Regions from separate parts of the Mus musculus genome. Here region 2 is linked to region 1. Evidence: chromatin contacts called from public Hi-C data. All regions are on one chromosome and are shown on one strand. Each heading gives the region's core, a stretch centred on a gene start, on an enhancer-like site or on the middle of the called end of the contact. The rest is flanking DNA. Distances are from core to core; before and after follow the strand shown.

Region 1 (6,894 bases), core at 1,857-4,356:
TCTGCTGCCTGAGACTTCACTTTTGTCAGCCTATGGAAGCAGGATGGGAGGGAGGAGGGAGGGCAGGAGAGAGGAGGGAGGACAGGAGGGAGGAGGGAGGGCAGGAGAGAGGAGGGAGGACAGGAAGGAGGAGGGAGAACAGGAGGGAGGAGGGAAGACAGGAGAGAGGAGGGAGGGCAGGAGGGAGGACAGGAGGGAGGAGGGAAGACAGGAGGAAGGAGAGAGAACAGGGGGGAGGAGGGAGAATAAGAGGGAGGAAGGAAAACAGGAGGGAGGAGGGAGTAATGCCACCCCACCTCAGAACCTCCATCTCTGCCAAGCCATCTCTTTCCCACATCCCAGGCTCTCTTGAAACATCATCCCCAGGGACCCCCCCTGTCAAGAGAAGGACCTTGGGGTCTGTGGTTATGAGGTTCAAGTAGATCTGTCTACCCCCATGGGGAGGGTCAGACTTTGCCAAGGCTGGGGATTTGAAGACTGTTGCTGTCCCAGGAGAGCGGGCTGTTGTTGAGTGGGTGGCCTTGCGTGGGCGGCAGGACAGGACAGGACTCCCAGAGAGGGAGAGAGCTATGTGAGGGCTCCGAGGGCCGGGCTGCAGGGAGCAGGAGGTGGGCAGAAGACCAGGGCTGGGGAGGCACGGGTGCAGACTAATCTGCTCAGGCCTGCATGTTGGATCCCTCTGCATCTCTGCTGGGGAGAGGGAGCCAGGAGGCTCCAGCATTGAGCGGGTAGCCCCAGAGAGCTGGAGAGAGCTCTGAGCTTTCTCAGGGGAGCGGTTAGTGGGAAGGCAACCCCGGGCCCATCTGTGCGGCACAGAGGTCCTGCCGTGTTAGTCTGCTGATGGAAATTAATTGTAAATATTATTCAAACGTACCTCCCTGTGCACAATTATACTTCTCAGGGGAGTTCTCTGAGTACATCAGGAAACTCTGTAAATAATACATACATTAGCCCGTGCTAATGCTGCTGTGGTGGCCGTGCTAATGCTGCTGTGGTGGCCGTGGCTGTAAGATTTATTCCAAGTGTTTGTAGGGGGTTAGCCTTGGACACCCAGAAGTGTCTCCTCCAGAGGATGGGGGCAACCCTAGGCATGCCACCTAGATGCCTGGTCACTGGGCAGGTGGGGACACAGAGCTGGCAGGAGAGGAAGACACGCAGGTCTAGAGAGTTCCTAGCTGGGTTGAGAGGCAGCACTTCTGTCTCATGATCTCGTTGAGTCCTTACAGAAGCCTCTGTGGTAAGACCCAGCACCATGTCTGTAGATGGACAAAGAGGTAGAGAGATCCAGAAAGGTGAGGGTAGTGAGAGCTGAGAGCCAAACCCTGTCATCTGTCTGTCTGTCTGTCTGTCTGTTAGAAAGTTCTTGCTTTCCCAAGAAGTTAATCAATCTCTGTGCTCCACCCCCATTTCCCACTGCCAACTCCTGTAAACTTTCAAGTCACGTGATCATGAGTCCAGGGACTGTGCTGTCCGTGAAGGGGAGGACATGGCATTTACAGGGCTTGCCCATCTGTTCCTCTCAGCCTTTGGGTTTGGGGGTTTGGAACAGACACTACTTCAAGCTCACCCCTTCTCAGTATCCACTGACCCATTTCACAGATCACAAAACTGAGCAGGATAGTAGTGCTTTGGGGACATCCCCACCCACCTCACAGAATATCCTGCAACAAGAGGGATGTCCACACCCTCCTGAGAGTCAGTTTAAAATATCAGCTTAGATACCTGGGGCTCACCAAGCTGCCCTCTTCACCCCTGAGCCTCGAGTACCAGCTTTGGTGACCATGTGCCCCACCAGGGTCGAGCAGAATCCTGGCTGAAGAAGAGGCAGGTCTTAGCAAAACCCATTTTAGGGCAGAGGCAAGATACTCCTACGTCTTCGCTATTGGCCTGGATGTGGGTCTAGGGGGTGTCTCTGGACCTGCAAAGTCATGACAGGGGCTGTGGCAAACTCTCAATCTGTCTGTCTGAGAGGAAGATGCCTTTTGAAAAAAAATTAAAAGATCTTTTAGAAGCAAATCGATCCGTGGTGTCTCCAGGAGTGACCTTTCCTCTGTGTCCCTGAAGAGAGCAGATGTGGGGCTTTGCAGACAGCAGGGAAACCCCTCCCCATCTCTGCATCTGGTGCTGCTTTACCTAGGTTCTATGCACCCCCCCCCCAAAGTCACCCTCTCACTGGGCATGGCTGCTCACCTGGGATCCTGGGATCAAAATATTGAAGCAGTGAGAGTTGGGAATTGGAAGGTAGCCAGGGCTACAGAATGACATCTCACTTCAAACACTCCAGCCCAAACCAAGCAAGCAAGTCACCCCTCAGCCTAGAGGCGCCACCATTTCCTCTGAGGCTGCCATTCCATTCAGGTCACAGGTGAGATCTCAATTTTTCTGTACGCATGGCCACCTTTACTTAGCCATGCCTTTAGTAGTCTCCTGTCTGTCCCCTGTTGGGAGGAGAACTCCATCAGGGCAGGGATGTGTGTGTCTAACTTGCCCCGCACCCCCAGAATCCCTAGAGGAGCTCAGCTTGGAAACGCTGCTGCCCACATTTTGCCATCACTGAATAAGCCTCGGTCACCTATGGTTGAAATCTCAAAACACCCCAGTTCCAAAGACTTCCCCTTTGCGTGACACGTGGAGAGGGCGAGGGTCCTCCTGCTTCTACAGGTGTGGAAACCAAGGCCCAGATCATGTAGGTAATGGAGGAGCTATGGTTTTTCCTGAAGCTGTTAGAAGCCCCAAAGGAGAGTAGAGGAGGTTTTCATTAATGGCTTCTGCCTCCCTGGGCCTTCTTTCCTGGCTAGCTGATTTACTGCACCTAGGGAATAGAAGAGCCAGATGCCCCGCCCCAGCCTCTCCCCAGCCCCGCCCCAGCCCTATTGTTTCTCATCTCTTCCAGACCAGGATTCTGTTAAAGGCTTGGCAGGCACGGCCTCGACCACAGACTTCCTGTGCTCATCCTTCTGCTCCAAAGTGGGCATCGGGTCTGTGCTGGCCGCGGATGGTCCTCACACAGGCGGGAGGATCCCTGACGCCCTGAAGCTCTGCAGCCCAGATGTGCTGGGAGAGACAGACCCAAGGCTTCTCTGTGTCCTGGTTTCCACCGCACAGATGCTTGGCTTCTTACAGCAAGCATCTGAATAACGGAGCAGAGCGAGTTTCTGGTTTGATTCCAAATGTTGGGCTGTGGAGCAGGGAGGCAGGAAACAGGGACTGGAGGCCTAAGTGCTTGGCCCATAGTATCCGATGGCTCTTGGTCAGTAGCAGATGTTTACAGCACAAGGCTCTGGTCAGGTACCAATGCCTTCCTGGGGGGATTTACTAGGGATGGGTTTCCAGGTATGGTGAGACGTGGTCAGAAACAGCAACACATCAGCATACAACCTAAGTCACCCCACTTAGATGCCTTCTCTTTATGGATAAGGAAGAAGACACCGGCAGCCATACAGACACTGTCCGTTGGTTTGGGTTGAGTGCTTGTTAGGCTCTGGGGACTCAGCAGAAGGCAGCAATCCTGTTTTGATGAGTCAGTCATACCAAACCGTGTGCTGGCTGCAGCGGTGTGGGAATCCTACCCATACTGTGTGCTGGCTGCAACGGTGTGGGAATCCTAGCTTTGGGGAACCAAGCTATGGCTTTCCTCTCTCAGTACACATTCTGTTTCCTGTTAAGTGAGCCAGGTCCCAAGGCTGAGTGGGGAGAAAGGCTTGTTGGTGGAGAGATAAGACTCCATTCTGGGATGGGAGTGGAGTACAGACTGAATCTGGAATGCAATGCCTGCCCGCCAGCAACTCCCTTCCAGCCCCAAATTCTCAGACTAGGGAGAGGTCTGACCCAATGGCTCCTCTCTCCTCAACCCTTGTGAATGACCACTAGAGGGGAGGCAGGAACTGAAGTAGTGATGGAGAACAAGGGGAGTGAGCTCTCTGGTCCCTTCCCACTCTCACCACAGGGACCACCAGCTTCCCAGCCAGCTGGAATTCAAACCACTATTTTCTGTGAGCTAGAGGGATGGCTCAGTGCCTAAGAGTACTCCTCACTCTTGCCAAGGACCCAGGGCCAATTCCAGACATGCACATGGTGGGTCACAACTGTCCTTAACTCTAGTTTTGATGAATCCTGTGGAGGGTTGGGCGAATGCAAGGCTTTCCCCAAGGCCCTGGTGTACCGAGAAAGAACCAGGAATATACTTGGCAGAGTTGGTTATGGCCTAGGGCCAGAGACTGGAGGGAGTTGTGGCTCCTGATCCTGAGAGATCAGCTTGTCCACTATGTGGGTCTATAATGTTCTTGAGATACCTGGTCCCCGTTGTGCGATGCTGCTGGATTAGCTTCCTGCTGACTTCATCCTAGCGTTTGATAGTTTCTGATGACTCTGTCCCATTTCTCCCCTGGAAATACTGTATAAGGCGCTGTACTTGTTAATAAACTTGCTTGCAGGAGCCATCAGCTTGTGTGAGACTTCTTGGTCTGAGACTTTCCTGACTTTATCCTCTCATCTTCTGGCTACTCCCTGACCCCCATTCAGGACCCGCCCCATGACTATAGGATGACCTGCTGCTCTCTTTTGACCTTCACGGGCACCAGGCACACATGTGGTGCACAGACATCTGTGAGCAAAACACTCATGCACATAACATTTTTTTTTAAAGGTCACTGGTTTCTTTTCAAATAGTGACCCTGTTATAAATCTCATGCCATTTCCCTCGATTCTTTCAAGGTGTAAACAGATCTCTTCAAACAGTTTGTTCTATAACAAATGTCACCTATACAGGGGATTTTATGGTCAGTCTGGTCAAGCCTTCCCCACATCCTCTGTACTCAACTGGTCCCACAATCCATCAGTCCCAAGATGAGCCATGCCAGCTGCACCTTCTTTCGATGGCTCAGCCTTTTCCTTGTACTTTTGGCTGCCACAGATGTGTGAGCATTAGCTGTGAGCAAATCCCTGACAAGGGACTTTAAGAAGGGAGGGGTTATTTTGATTCAGTTCCAGAGTGTCACCCACCCATGGCGTGGAGTCACCCTGCTTTCTAGCCAAGAAGCACAGAGCAGTGGATACTAGTTGTATTCATTAGCATTTTACTGCTGTGAACAGACACCATGACCAAGACAACTCTTCTAAGGACAACATTTAAGTGGGGCTGGCTTACAGGTTCTAAGGTTCAGTCCATTATCATCATGACCGCATCCAGGCAGGCATGGTGTAGGAGGAGCTGAGAGTTCTACATCTTCAACTGAAGGCTGCTAGGAAAAGACTGACTTCCAGGAAGCTAGGAGGAGGGTCTTAAAGCCCACCCGCACAGTGACATACATATTCCAACAAAGCCACACCTACTCCAACAGGGCCACACCTAATAGTGAGGCTCCTGGACCAAGCATATTCAGTCCACCACACTGGTGCTCAGCCCAGCTCCACTCCTCCTTTCTATGAAGCCCATGGAGTACATATAGGGTGGGTCTCCTTCTTCAGTTAATATTCCCCGGACAGCACCTCAGAGATGAACCACTCTGTCTCCAAACTGATTCTCAATTCTGTCCAGTTGACAACCAAAGATTAACCATTGCACACCCCTCACATAAGCTTGAGAAGCAGACACAGAGAATATTAGTAATTTTTTTTCCATATTTTGGTTTCTCAAGACACAGTTCTCTGTGTGTCCCTGGCTATCCTAGATCTCGCTCTGTAGACCAGGCTGGCCTCGAACTCAGAGATTCACCTGTCCCTGCCTCCTGAGTGCTGGGACTAAAGGCATGTGCCACGACTGCCCAGATGATCTTAAAAAGGAAGGTAGATGACATAAGTAAATGTCCTGATAACCTCTCTCTAGTTAGCATCTGTCTTTGGGAAAACTGAGGTAAGTTCCAGCCTTACTTCTCTTCTCTTGACGACTGTAGATGCAATGTGACAGGCTGTCCCATGCTCTTGGCACTGTAACTCCCCACCATGATGGATGGTACCATCAAACTGTGAGCCAGAATGAACACCGTTCTTAAGGTGCTTTTGTTGAGCATTTCATCATAGCAATGAGACGAATGATATCTCTCTAATATACCCAGACTATCGGACTTTGTGACCCCAATCTGGAAGAATCCAGGGACGGGCTTTTCCAGGCAGCTCAGTTGTAGAAAGAACACTTGCCTCACAGCCTTGAGTCCCTGGTTTTCATCCCCAGCACCATAAAATAGATGAATAAAAACACAAATTGCGAAATCCTCCTTCAGAACAGCAGCATGTGTTAGATTTCAAACATAGTGTGCCCCTTGTGAGTGTGAGCTTCTGACTCCCAGATGTTTGGAGAGGGTGAGGGGGGAGAGGGAGTTGTCTAGGGTGGACTCACTCTTGAGTGTTACTGCTTCTGGTGCCTGTCACACAGTCTCTACTTCCTGGCCCATTATGATTAGAATAACCCCACCGTACAGGCCTTTGTAATGGTCTCACCTCTCCTTCCTGCTTTGATGGACTGGTTCCTCAGACTGTGAGCCGGAATCAATCTTCTTCAGTCTTAGTTTGCTTCAATCAGGCACTGTGATCACAGAGATGCTACTGTAACAAATATACCAGGTGCAGGTCCCACCTAACACAGAGATGTTACTGTAACAAATACACCAGGTGCAGGTCCCACCTAACACTCACAGAGATGCTACTGTAACAAATACACCAGGTGCAGGTCCCACCTAACACTCACAGAGATGCTACTGTAACAAATATACCAGGTACAGGTCCCACCTAACACAGAGATGCTACTGTAACAAATACACCAGGTGCAGGTCCCACCTAACACTCACAGAGATGCTACTGTAACAAATACACCAGGTGCAGGTCCCACCTAACACTCACAGAGATGCTACTGTAACAAATACACCAGGTGCAGGTCCCACCTAACACTCACAGGGATGC
Region 2 (6,241 bases), core at 2,619-5,118, 140 kb after region 1:
CAAAAGCCAGTAAAAGATTTTTAAAATCCACACTATATATAGGGCATGGTAGCTCATACCTGAAATCCCAGCCCTCTCAGATGTTGAGGCAGGAGGATTTTTATAAGTTCAAGGCCAGCCTGGACTACTAGTAAGATAAATATCTTTTAAAAAATCCATATTGCATGACTATATTAGATTTATGATTATATCCACAGTGTTAAACACACACACACACACACACACACACACACACACACACGCGACAAATGGCAAAAAAAGAAAAAAGGAAAAGAAAAAAAGAAGAAAAGAGAAGAGGGAAAGTTAGGATTTTATGGACAAAATCCATGTGGCTAAGAAACAAAGGAAAAGATGCTCACATTCCCCAGCGTTAGGAAAGTGCAAATTAAATACCCTCCTGGACTGTCAAAATGAAAGGAGTTCCAGCGCCCCCTCCTGGCCAGGGTCAGAGCAAAGGCTACATTCTTGTCTGGCAGCAGAGGATCCAGGCCTGGGGAGACTTCTAAGATGGTGCCCTTAGCCACTGTCTTAGTCAGGGTTCCTATTCCTACACAAAACACTATGACCAAGAAGCAAGTTGGGGAGGAAAGGGTTTATTCAGCTTACACTTTCCATATTGCTGTTCATTACCAAAGGAAGTCAGGACAAGAACTCAAGCAGGTCAAGAAGCAGGAGCTGATGCAGAGGCCATGGAGGGATGTTTCTTACTGGCTTGCTTCTCCTGGCTTGCTCAGCTTGCTTTCTTATAGAACCCAAGAATACCAGCCTAGGAATGACTCCACCCACAAGGGACCCTCCCCCTTTGATCACTAATTGAGAAAATGCCCTACAGCTGAATCTCACGGAGGCTGTTTCCCAACTGAAGCTCCTTTCTCTGTGATAGCTCCAGCCTGTGTCAGGTTGACACACAAAACCAGCCAGTACAGCCACCGAGTAACAGAAAATCTTCTACCAGGGGCTTCTGAGCTGGTGTTGTTTACCCTGCCTCTACCTCTTCTAACTTTTCCCTTTTCTCTCTTCCCCTCTTCCCTCCTCTCGAGTTGTCTCTCTTCTCCCTGCCACCCCCCCATCCCTTTCCTCCCCTTCTTATTCTTCTATTGCTTCCTCTCACCCTGCCCCGTGGGCGGTGGGCACCCTTCCCATTTCCACATTCCCCTCTCTCCCTTCCTCCTCCTCTTTTTCGCCCCCCACTCCCTTCTCCATGTCGCCTCTTCTTCCTATTCTGTCTTCTTTCTCACCCTCCTCCTCTTCCTCCTCATCCCCTTCACCCTTTCCTCCATGTCCCCCTTTTTAGTATCAGGAACCTCTTCAAAGAAGATTTTAGAGAGACAACCCCCCCCCCCGGAGCCATGGAACGAGAAAGCACAGTCATGGTTGTAGCTGGGGGCAGAGGGCTCCATCTTCTTTCCTGACATCTTCATCATAGAGTCAAGGAATTTCCCATGATTTCACAGAAGGACATGTGAACAGCCTTCAGAGGACAGGGAATGGCTGAGGCCACACAGCTGATGGTGACTTGGGCCAGCACTGTGCAGTGTGATTCTATGCTGTTCTGTTATCATCGTTAGGACCACCTGGAGTCCTCCCCGGAGCACCTTGCAAGGACACATTGAATGTTTGACAACTACTCCTATTTCCCTAGCAAAGGGATTGACAGGTGACTGGATATGGTCCACCCACAGCAGGAAGAGACCATGCCGTCTCAATGTCAGGCATGTTTTTTACAGTATCACTGCCCCAGGCACGGTGGCTGGCAAAGCCTTGACCAGCCCCTGTGATCTCTCCTACCTGTCAATCATACTCTGTCATTGCTGTCTTCCCTTCCTTCTTTGGGGATTGGGTCTCCATTCCCTCAGCATTCAGCACAGGCCACCTTGGCTACTCAATGGCTGTAACTGTCAGAATGTCCATTCTTAGGGCTCGGCTATGTGTCAGTTCTGGTGGAGGGAGGTGAAGGCAGAGGATTCTGGGGCAATGGTAGAAGATCCCATTGTGTCACCCTGGGCAGCGTGCCTGCTGCTCTGTGCCCTCACTGTTCTACAGAGACAGAGTTGTGATTGTGATGCTGTGGGGTCAAGTGAAGGAAGCCGAGTGACCCAGGAAGGAAGTCTGTACTAGAGCAGCGTTTGGGTGTAGACTGGGCAGAACAAATGAGCGCCATCCCCACCTGGCTGCACTCTGCCTGTTTATCCACTGGAATCTTCTGGCAGTATGACTCCCCTCTGCGGGGTTCTATCCACTCCAAGCTCCCAGAGTATAGTTGGGGGGGGTGTCCTTCCTTCTTAAGATGTTTTAAGGTGTGTGTGTGTGTATTCTGAAGCTGGAGTCACAGGCAACCATGAGCCTCCTGATGTGGAAGCTGGGAAGTGAACTTTGTCTTCTGCAAGAGCGGGATGTGCTATTAACCACCTGGCCTTAGCTCCAGCCGAGTGTGTGGGCTTTTGGGTGGCCTCGCTAATGGACTTAGTCTTTCGAAAGAGCCTAGGTGTCTTCCGCATTATACTGAGTCACATGCTCAATCTCAGCCAATCATTGGCTATACTGGGTCACATGCACACTCTCAGCCAATCATTGGCTATAGTGAGTCACATGCTCACTCTCAGCCAATCATTGGCAAGGGAAACAGCATTTATGAGCCTGTGATGTGCAGGGCTGTGGCTGATGAGAAACCATGTGGGCTTGGGAAAGATGCATTAAAGGAGTGGAATGTCCTGCCCAGAGGGACCTCTGCTGTTTTCAATTTTCATTCTAGGACCCCCCCCCCCCCACTCACTGAAGGCACTCAGCAGCTGGCGAGGGGGATGGTACTCCCTCCATTCCTTCTCTAGAGCTCATCTCCACCAGCTCCAGTATCCAATGCAGGCAGAAACGCATGATGGAGCTGGGAGACATTAACAAAAGATTTTGGGCTGGGTTCAAGTAGGTCGACTCCTTCAGGTTAGGGTGGGTGTCTGCGTGGCGTGATTTTGTTTGTCGTGCCTGAACCTAGTGTGGTAAAGGAGTGGGTCTCGGTTTAGCAATGAACTCTAGAGCTCTTATTTATTAATAACAGTCACAGATGCTCAAAATAAACTATGTTTGGTCAGAGGCGTAACCAGCCCTGGCTACAGTTCACTATGACTTCCAATTACTTACAGCATGGAGGATATTTGGTTAACATCTTTCTCCTTGGAGCTGTGGTGAGGAAGGGGGTGTGGCTGCCTCAGCCTCTGTGGACCCCATGCTAAGGGTAATGAAACCAGACTCCACCCGAGTAAGAGACTGCATCACCATGGCAACTTCCCCACTATGGAGACCCTCTATGGCCAGAGGCATGCCATGGCAAAGAAGCCTCAGTTTCTCCATCCATAAGGCAGGGTCTTGGATGGCTGACGGGCACGAGGCACGAAGGCAGCTTTAGGGTGGGTCCTCCATAGCTAGTCAGCTGCAGAGCTAGGGTGCAAGTGATCTCCAAAGCTTGCCCCGCAACGACCCAGCCCCACCCAGTGGGAAGGAGCAAGGGACCAGTGATCTTTTCTTGAGACTGGTGCTCTGCCATCAGGGCCAGGTCAAAAGTTCCGGTGCTTCTTCTAAAATGGCCCTCATCAGAGAGTCCCTGGAGCCACATGATTCTTAAAACTCTTCAGCATTCTGGAGTAGGAGCTATCCCCTGAGCTTGTTCCCCCACCCCCATCACACCCCATACCCTCTCATTCTCCTGTCTTCCACCCTCTTTCCTTTTCTGCCCTTCTGTCTGTTTTTCTGTTTCTGTTTCCTGTCCCCATTCCCCCCTCAGCTCTTTTTCTTCCTTGGCTTACAGAGATGAGGTCTTGCTGTGCAGCCCTGCCTAGCTTCAAACTCAAGGTAATCCTCCTGCTGAGCCTCCCAAGCTGGGATTCCCTGTGTGGGCTGAGTTCTTTGTTTTACCTAACAGCCTGTCTTACTTCCTAACTTTCCCATAAGCCCTTAAATTTCCCAGTCCTGGAGAACTTCCGGACCAGCAGGCAGCGTGCGGGACACGGGGCAGACGATCTGTGTGAGGACTCTGGTCCTGACAGGGCGGCAGCACTAGGTCAGGCAGAGGCATGGAGGAGGGGCTCACCTTAAGATGTTTCAACTGCTTAGTCAGCACGACTGTCATTCTAGACTGACTCCTGGCTTTGAAATGTCTTAGGATACATTGTCTCTCTTTTGGGAATCTGAGCCTCTAGAGAGCTCTTATTATGAAGTGGGTGTCTTTGCCTTTTCCTCTTAGGCAGCACACAAAACGCTTAAGTACTGCCTGTGGCTAAGCCTGTTTAAATAAAGCCTTATTTACAGCCTGGTGGGTCTGGATCCTGGCTTGCTGACCTCTGTTGTGGAGGAAATCAGAGATGGAAGGACAGGACCAATGATCCTTCCTATCCAGGGTTGTACTTCTTTAACGGAGTTATGGGAATTCTGAGAATCTTTGCTAAGAAGGGTCTGGAGCAGGTGTGGGAGGGGCTGGACACATGCACACCGAAACCTGGGCTGTGTATGAGTGTGTGTGAGTGTGTGTGAGTGTTTGTGAGAGTGTGTGTGTGTGTTGTGTGCATGTGTGAGAGTGAGTGTGTATGTGTGTGTTTGTGAGAGTGTGTGTGTGAGTGAGTGAGTGTGTGTGTGTGTGTGTGTGTGTGTGTGTGTGAGAGAGAGAGAGAGAGAGGGAGAGAGAGAGAGAGAGCACATATTCAGCATTGCAGTGTGACTTTGAGCAGGGTCCCCCATGGAAGCTCCAGCCTCTGGTGCCATGGCTATGACAGCAGCTGCATCTTACAGGCTCACCAGGAAAACAAAGCAACATCAAGTGCTAAACCAGCTTTGGCGTGCTTGCAGCTCTGCAGAGTGCCCGGCAGTGGGAAGGGAAACTCGAAATGAAAATCCTTGGCCATCTATTAGCCCGTAGTGTGAAGAGAGTCTTTGTAAGGCATCTAACTTTTGGGCAAGGCTGGGATAAGCTTCAGGGGCCAATCACAGTGGAGGTTTTTAATCCAGCAGGGCAAATGAATCTCCGAGTTATGACCTCAACACCCCCATATCACCAAGAATATGTGTGTGTGTGGGGGGGGGGGGGGACAGAAGACAGCACCCAGAGCTTCAGGCTTCAGCTGTGGGCAGGGCTGGGTGATTTTCTCCCTCTACTGTAGTGGGAGCTGCTGGGGGAATCTCCATGGTGGGGATGGTTATGACAATCCCGAGCAGCGAGAGGGTTAAGCAGGGCTGCGGGTGAGGCCGGCTTGGGTTCACCCTGGACAGCAGGTGGATTAACAGTGGAAGGCTGATGGCCACTGATCTGCCAGAAGCCTCTCTGAGAATCAGGATTTTCCCAGGCTCGGATGATCTCTTTAAAAGATTAATGAGGCTTTTTGTTCTTCTTTGTATTTATTTGGGACCAGTAGAGTTTCAGGGAGAGTTGCTTCTTGTGGCCAAATCCTCTGTGTGTGTGTGTGTGTGTGTGTGTGTGTGTGTATTTTAATTTGTAGAGTTCAGGCTAATTAATAGCGCCAATATTGTTCAGTCATCAGTGACCCAAAGCTACCCTAGGTTCTGTTAACGTGGGTGGCCAGTGTAAGAGGCAAACTCTCAGCTTTAGCCCCTCCCTCTCCATCCCTCCTCCTGAACATCACTAGGACTCTGATGTGCCAGGCACTAAAGACCCAGAGGTGAATGAGCCCATAGAAGGCTGTGGTCAGGTGGGCAAGATGATGCGTTAGTGGGAGTTAGAAGTCAACATGGAAGGGTTAGAAGAAAGGTGTGTCTTGGCCGAGGTCACTGTTGCTGCGATGAAACACCGTGACCAGAGCAACTTGGGGAGGAAAGGGTTTATTTCACTTCCACTTCCACAGCACTGTTTATCACTGAAGGCAGTCAGGGCAGGAACTCAAGCAGGGCAGGGACTTGGAGGCAGGAGCTGATGCAGAGGCCATGGAGGGTGCTGCTTACTGGCTTGCTCCCAATGGCTTGCCACAGCCTGCTTTCTTATAGAACCCAGGACCACCAGCCCAGGGATGGCTCCACCCACAGTGGGCTGGGCCCTCCCCCGTCAATTACTAATTGGGAAAATACTCTAGGGCTGGTGAGATGGCTCAGTGGTTAAAAGCACTGACTGCTCTTCCAGAGGTCCTGAAATCAATTCCCAGCACCTACATGGTGGTTCACAACCATCTGCCATGGGATCTGAAGCCCTCTTCTGGTGGATTTTCATGTTTTATCTATATGTAATCATAGAAAATAAATAAATAAA

Evidence for each region. A called contact is a pair of places that touch in the nucleus more often than the background predicts.
Region 2: a Hi-C map of the N1E-115 cell line shows a contact between it and region 1, with 4 times the contacts expected there. The contact joins two enhancer-like sites. A contact is called at or near these places in 3 of 39 promoter capture datasets (3T3-L1-derived adipocytes, HPC-7-derived erythroid cells and hippocampal neurons), 4 of 484 Hi-C or Micro-C datasets (8-cell embryo, the N1E-115 cell line, adipose-derived mesenchymal stem cells and 1 more) and 2 of 115 datasets of contacts at active chromatin or transcription factors (cardiomyocytes and embryonic midbrain).

Annotation. Positions count from the first base shown.
Region 1 is chr5:113,604,318-113,611,211 of GRCm38.p6, reverse strand. Gm42002 (a long non-coding RNA gene) reads right to left here. Exons shown (of 3, transcript XR_878689.2): 2 at 6,436-6,520; 3 at 220-1,256. Among named protein-coding and RNA genes, the nearest start is that of Gm42002, 4.5 kb to the right of the region's middle. Within about 2 kb of position 3,106, at least 66 of the 459 cell types and tissues checked have an H3K27ac peak or open chromatin away from gene starts, as enhancers often do. A contact at or near this core is called in the N1E-115 cell line, where this site is marked.
Region 2 is chr5:113,465,803-113,472,043 of GRCm38.p6, reverse strand. The region is part of intron 1 of Gm30812 (a long non-coding RNA gene); the gene reads right to left. Among named protein-coding and RNA genes, the nearest start is that of Gm30812, 4.2 kb to the right of the region's middle. Within about 2 kb of position 3,868, at least 30 of the 459 cell types and tissues checked have an H3K27ac peak or open chromatin away from gene starts, as enhancers often do. A contact at or near this core is called in the N1E-115 cell line, where this site is marked.